Regions from separate parts of the Mus musculus genome. Here region 2 is linked to region 1. A link is a contact called in public HiChIP or PLAC-seq data. All regions are on one chromosome and are shown on one strand. Each heading gives the region's core, a stretch centred on a gene start, on an enhancer-like site or on the middle of the called end of the contact. The rest is flanking DNA. Distances are from core to core; before and after follow the strand shown. Region 1 has its middle 27 kb from the start of Gm40139. Region 2 overlaps Bcar3 (breast cancer anti-estrogen resistance 3).

Evidence for each region. HiChIP or PLAC-seq counts read pairs in DNA pulled down with a chosen protein or histone mark.
Region 2: a CTCF HiChIP or PLAC-seq map of the NIH/3T3 cell line shows a contact between it and region 1, with 8 read pairs. The contact joins two enhancer-like sites. A contact is called at or near these places in 1 of 15 datasets of contacts at CTCF or cohesin (the NIH/3T3 cell line), 2 of 484 Hi-C or Micro-C datasets (bone marrow-derived macrophages and muscle stem cells), 3 of 115 datasets of contacts at active chromatin or transcription factors (embryonic stem cells and pancreatic cancer cells) and 4 of 9 other capture datasets (adipose tissue, embryonic stem cells, liver and 1 more).

The regions. Positions count from the first base shown.
Region 1 is chr3:122,347,381-122,350,790 of GRCm38.p6, reverse strand. No RefSeq gene overlaps it. Among named protein-coding and RNA genes, the nearest start is that of Gm40139, 27 kb to the right of the region's middle. Within about 2 kb of position 1,915, at least 53 of the 459 cell types and tissues checked have an H3K27ac peak or open chromatin away from gene starts, as enhancers often do. A contact at or near this core is called in the NIH/3T3 cell line, bone marrow-derived macrophages and pancreatic cancer cells, where this site is marked.
Region 2 is chr3:122,496,148-122,499,557 of GRCm38.p6, reverse strand. The region is part of intron 3 of Bcar3 (breast cancer anti-estrogen resistance 3); the gene reads right to left. Among named protein-coding and RNA genes, the nearest start is that of Gm34349, 18 kb to the right of the region's middle. Within about 2 kb of position 1,592, at least 43 of the 459 cell types and tissues checked have an H3K27ac peak or open chromatin away from gene starts, as enhancers often do. A contact at or near this core is called in the NIH/3T3 cell line, bone marrow-derived macrophages and pancreatic cancer cells, where this site is marked.

The sequences.
Region 1 (3,410 bases), core at 666-3,165:
ATGAAAAGGGATCATGAAAAAATAATTGAGCTCCTCAAAGACATGTCCCTAGTAACCAACTTCCTCCCACAAGGCAGGAAGTCCCCCTGCCTCCCAAGAACCTATTCCAAAGTTGAATCTATCAATAGGCAAAACCTCTCGTTAACCCAGAGTCCTCGTGATATGATCCTCCCTGGAAACACCCCCAAAGACATTTCTGGAGGTGTGCTTTCCTACCTCCTAAGTGTTTTATGCTGATTGGTGTTTGTCAACTTCACACAAGGTAGAGTTATCTGGAAGGAAGAAACTCAGCTGTGAAACTCTTCCCTCCAGATTGCCTGTGGGCAAACCTGCGGGGCATTTTCTTGATTGAAGATGGATGAGAAAGGGCACACCCACCTTTGGGTAGATAGTCCTGTGTTGTATAAGAAAGCAAGCTGGGCAAGACGTGAGGCGCAAGCCAGTAAGCACCATGCCTCCATGGCTTCTGCTTCAGTTCCTTCTTCCAGGCTCCGGCCTTGAGCTTCCCTCAGTGATGGAATTTGACCTGAGAGTTGTAAGATGACATAAACCCTTTTCTCCCCTAAGTGCTTTTGGTCATGGCATTTTAGGACTGCAATAGAAATCCTAAAAACAATATTTAACTCAATCAGGTTGACAGGATTAACAGTCAAATCATTGGCAACCTTCCTAACCCTTTAATACAGTTCCTCATGTTGTAATGACCCTCAACCTTAAAACTATCTTGTTGCAACTTCATAACTGTAATTTTGCTATTGTAATCAATCATTATGAATCATAATGTAAATATTGATGCATAGGATATCTTATATTTAACCCCCAAAGAGATCGTGACCCATCGTGACCAGTTGAAAACTGATGCTCTAGAGACTGTAAGGAAGTCTGTTTCCAGATAACTCTACCTTGTGTCAACTCGACAAAACCCAATCAGCACAAAATACATGGAAGACAGGAAAGCACTACTCTAGGTCTGTCTTTGAGGATAATATCGCAAGGACTCTGGTTTAATGAATGGCTTTGCCTATTGATAGATTCAAAATTTGAACAGGTCATTGGGAAGCAATGGAAATTCCTGCCTAGTGGGGGGGGGGGAAGCTGGTCACTAAGAACATGTCTCAGGGGAGTTCTAATTTTCCATGATCCTTTCTTGTCTCTTCCAGCCCCTCGTGACTGCCAGCACTCCTTGGTTTGTGGCTACATCACTCCAATCTTTGTTCTAGGACCACACTGTCTTCTGTCTATGTGAAATCTCCCTCTGCCTTTTATAAAGATATTTGTAATTACATAGAGAGGCTCCACCCAAACAACCCAGAATAACTCCTTCCTCTTGTGATCTTCTACCACAAAGGCCCTTTTGCCTATAAGGCAGCAGTCACAGTTTCCAGACATTATCAGCCTATCGCATGCATTGTTTAATGCTCATAAATATTGCCGGAGCCACATGCAGACTGCCCCATCTTCTGCTCATCCTCACTGTTGCTGGCACAGGTTCCTGTTGCTGCTCCCAGCTTCGGCTGCTCTTTTCCACTCTGTTTGACTTCTCTTTGATGATCCCTCAGCCATTAATAATTCTAACTTCCCGGTGACAACCTTTTGACTCTTAGTAAGTAGCAGGTTTACTTTTCCAAAGAAAAGCATGTAATTGTTTTGATGGTTAAATAACCTGGTAGATAATTAATGTGACAATTTAAAGCTGGTCTGTGTGAGGGGAGGGGAGTCTATTTCTTTTATCAGAACAGCACCTTGAGATATCAAGAAGATAAAGACAATTTCTCTAGGAAGTGTGGATTATGACTAATAAATCATAGTAGGGATGTATCTGCCTGGGAACCAGCTGTAATGATCTTACAGAGCACTCACTCCTGATGCCTGTCAGTGTCATGATGATTCAGTGCCACATGGGCTGGAACTATATTGCTCAACATGTTATACTGTGAGTGAAATCGGGTGTGTCTGTGGCCTGTGCACCTATCTCAGCTGGTAGCTAGATCGGGGTAGGAAGAGACAGAAATGCTCTTGTGTATCCTTTATCAGCCACGACACAAGGAAGTGTTGGACATAGGAAGGTTCCAGATCAACGTCTGACCGAATACTCATGTGGTCAGTTTTCCTTCTTAAAATGTTCAAACTACCACTAAGTTTGGAATTACAAGATGATTCATGTTAGCCACAAAGCATTATGTAGGCCCGGAAAATATACTAAAGAATCCTTCATCAAAAGAAATAAGTGATGGTGTGTGTCTATGTGTGTATGTGTCTACAGTAACTTTTGTTATTTATGTGTAGGGGGCACACACTACTCACACTTGTGGAAACCCAAGGAGAACTTCCAGAAATCTGTTCTCTCCTCTGCCTCGTGCTTCTCAGGGACTGAATTCATGGTAGCAGGCTTGGCAGCATACGCCTTTCGCCTTTTATCATGGAGCGGTCCTGCTGGCCTCCAGTGTGGTAACTGTACTGATCTCCACCATGATTCCCACTAGAAATATAAATCATCAAGTAAAAGGAAATGAATGCAATATCTAAAGTGGATATTTCAATGGACAGAGGGCAAAAAAAAAATCTGAAATCATATTAGCAATTACTTGGAAATTATGTGATACAAGTTGGTTCAAGTTGAAGAAAATCCAATTTCCAGAAACTCCCATTATTTTTGCACCTTCCCTCACAGCATTCTCAAATTTGAAATTAAGTGTTTAACTTATAGATGGCTGATTCTCACTTACAAAAGAAATACAAGTATTATGCAAATCACCTCGTATCCACACAACTTCCACAACTACACACTTACAACTCTGCAGCTTGCTACATATTCTCCATGAGTAGTTTGCTTAAAGCTCTTGATGCATCCCCTGCCCCTTTCCTGTTTCACTCGAAACATCTCAGCTTAAAGGAACGTGATAAATGGGGGGGGGGGGTCTTATCTTAACACAACAAGGCACCAGAATTGGTCCCGGTTGAAGGAATTTGTACTCTAATTGAGCAAAGATTATTCTTTCAACTCTCCTTTGATATTTGGCATTGGACCAAGGAGCCTAAAATTAGCTGCCTTTCGAATCCAGGTGTGGCTGAGTGGAAGCAATTCCATTTGCCCCAGGAAGTCACAGGAGTTGTTGAAATAGTTTAAGTGGGATTCTGGTCAAGGTGTTTGTTTGGGGCCACCTCTTGCTGCAGAAAATGAAAAGCCACCTTACCGCAGAGATGAAAGGGACCACTGAGAACATCACTTAGGAACTCTCCATCTTGCTGCTTAGGAGTGGTGGACATTTCCCAGCCTTGTTCTGCACCAACAGAATAGGGTCTTCCTTTCCCTTGTCTTAGTGACCCCTCAGAGGCCTTCTAGAGACTAGATGAGGGAGCGTGCAAGCATGCGCATGATTGCTTTTCCACATCACTATGGTGGTTTTGGA
Region 2 (3,410 bases), core at 343-2,842, 150 kb before region 1:
ACTGATACCAGCCGTCTGGGCAGGGCTCTGAAAACCACCATCCCTCTAACTATGGAAAGAGTGTTTCTGTAACTTGACTTACAAGTCTGGTCTGAACAAGCTGTAGTAGCCAGAGCCCAGGAAATGTTGGAAAAGGGATTTTGGAGGCTCAGAGCCAGCTCCTAGAATGTGCTGAGAACCTCCATTACTGTGGAAACCCATATTTCAACAGCTCTCCAAGGAAGAAAAAAAAGCTAATCTAACCCGGGAGGAGTGGGACCCTGGGTTTCCTGTGTGAGCACCTGAGCCTACAGTTCACATCAAGTACAAGAATGGGCCTGGACATGCAGACAGTGGGAATTCCTAAGCCAGCAGTGGAGGGACAGTAGGGGGCATCTATCAGAGTCCCCCAGAGGATGCACCAGACTCTCATTTGCATGAAGGAGACAGGAGACTCAGAGAAAGATGGCATCTGCATTACCATTAATATTTGCTTTAAGTCTACCCCAGGCTGCAAGGAGAGCTTCCCACTCCTGTAGGGTGTGACACTGTAAAGATCATTAAGAGCTAACATTCATGCCAAAGGGCCACCTCAGGACCTAAGGAAACATGGGACAGCAAGCAGGGATGGAGGCTCCAGCGGGGCACATTCTCTGGGAAGACCACACACACACACACACACACACACACACAGTTCAACGCCACCAAGCTCTGGGGATAGACACACTGCCTAGCCATCCGACCCCGCCTTTTCCCGCTCTGCAGCCTGGGTGAGTTAGTTTGCCTCTTTGTCTTTGAGTTTTCTCCTCTGTCAAAATGAGAAACACTGTGGCCCAGGGCTGTTCTCAAGACAGTTTCACTGGGGTTTGGGCGGGGTGAGGGAAGGGCTGGAGCAGCAGAACTGAATCATGAAGAGTGAGGCATCATAGCTAGGGGAAATAATGAGTCGCTGGGAACAGTGGCCTGGAGGTTTGGTTCGGGAGACACAGGACAGAAACCTGCAAAGGTGTAAGTGTGGGTGTGATATACACCTGTGTCTCCAGCACCTCACCCCTACCTCCAGTCCCCTCCCACCCTTGCTTCCCAAGGACAGTTCCATCTTCACTACAGGCGTGTGGTAGGGAGCATCTTCCTGGCCACCACTGGCCTGGGAGAGGGCCCCTCACCCATCCTGGAAGAAGATACTCTAACCCATTCTGGTAAAAATACCATGAGACTTGTAGCCTGGTGGTTACTTCACCCCGCCATGTTTTTTCTCTTATTTGTTGGTAGGGTGGCGGTGTTTTTCCAAAAGGACCAATGTGGCTGAGACGATGAAACCAGCACTCAAAAGGAAGAGGAACAAGGGATGGCTGAGGCCTCTGTAACACGCAAGTCCCTAAGCACAAATCCCGTGACTTAGCTGATATGAGCTGGGTCTCATGGCTGTTCTAATTGAGGAAGCCAAGAATCAGACACAAGGGACCTGGCACAGGAAGCTGAGGGTCAGATCTTCCTTCCGAGGATAATGTCACTGAAAATGACACGCAAAGCTGCTTTTGAGGGATGAGTGTACTGCAGTGGGCAGAACTCCAGGTGGGGTGGAGCAGTGCTCCGAGCCACAAGGCCAGTGCATCATTTGAAATGTGCTGAAGGTTCAAGACTCCATTTCCACTCCTTACAGGGAGTGGCTGACTCAGAAAGAACCACTCCTTCCTGACCCCTGGCATCTCCTCTGACCTCATTTCCCAAATGACCCTCAGAACTACCTTTTGTTGATGGAAAACAATTCCCAATGCTGTCTCCTACCACGCCCCCCACGTGTTCCCCATTTGAACTCAACTCTCCTTCTAAGACCTCTGCAGTAGCCACTTTCTATGACTTTCTACCTCCTGGCTTCAACTCTACAAACGGCCACCCACAATGCCACAGGACTCTATATCACTCTTCTGCCAAGAGATTTTAGTCACAGTTGCACCCAGCTAAGGCGAGATCCAGAAAGTCTTTCTGCTTATGCCCTAATTAATGGGCTTCTAACACAAAGAATTCTCTGGCTCCTGCCCATGAGGACCAGGGGCCCACACCCCACCCTGCCCCAACCCATTCTTCTAACAGCTCCACCAACTGAAGCCATACACTGATCCTGCTAACCTGCTAGGATCGGTTCTGACCTTGTCGGGAGACCCAGACCACAAAAGGACCATGAATACCGAGGATAGAGGACTTAAGGACGGGGAAGAAGGTTATGAGTGACAGTTGGGGTCTCAGAGCCCACAAGTTTGCATAAAATCCTCAGGCTCTCATTAGTCTATGAGTTGTCAAGGCCTGGGAAACACTAGACTTGTCCCCAAGGGCTCACGGCCACCTACAGAGAAAGCCAAGCTTTTTCCCCCCACAAAGACCCAAACTAACTTGCTATTAAGTCCTTATGCATGGCCCCTGTTCTATGGCTCTGAATATGTTGTCCTGTGTCCTCCTCTGTGTCTCAGTAGTGTGGATGGAAAGACAGACAGACCTGGAGAGGTGCTGACTCTGTAGCCTGGCTGGGGACTGGAGAGCAGCCAGAGGGGAGCCAGACAAGGTATAGGATGGGTCTGAAGCTTAAGCTAACGATCTGAGAGGAGTCTACTCAAAGACTGCAGGCAGCTGTATGAAAGGCCTCAGGATATTAGGTCTTTAGGGAAGATGGTCATCAGGCCTTCTTTGCCTCTGGGTCCCAGAACCTTGCCCAGTGCCTCACACACAGCTGTGCCTTAGTAGATACTTTCTGCCAGAGACAGAATCACGCCCATCAGCTCACCTGCCATGTGGTAGCTTTTTTTTCCCTTCCTTCCTTCCTTCCTTCCTTCCTTCCTTCCTTCCTTCCCCCCCCCCTCTCTCTTTCTTTCTCTCTCTCACTACTGAGTGTAGAGAAGAGAGTTTGCAGGCTAGTCAAAGACGAATAACCTTAGGCACATTCTGACTTTTTCTCTGGCACTCAGGGATGAGAGTTCACCTCTCACAGAACAACCTAATACTCAAGAAGAACTCAGTTCCATAAGTAGCATGGGTAGGCACTTGCTCAAACCAAGGTGATCCTTAGCACTGAATGTGAATAGTTTCTTTTTACCAAAAAACGTAGAACATAAAACTATGAATAAAATCTACCAGGAAGTTTTAGAGATCTGGCCCTTAAGAGATTATTAAAATGTTTTTTTTTTTTTAATTACGTGAATTCTGTAGGAGTCAGAGGACAACTTGGTCCCTCCGTTCACTGTGTGGGTTTCTGGAGACCAAACTCAAGTTGTCAGGCTTGGCAGCAAGTACCTTCACCCAGTGAGCCATCTCTCTGGCCTCTGAGAAAATTAGTTCTAATGGAATTAAAGAATAAAAACCAGCTGTTACACAACATAATCTCTACTTATGCACAACTTTGTTTAGTCTATTTGTTCAAGTTCAAAGGCAGCAATTCT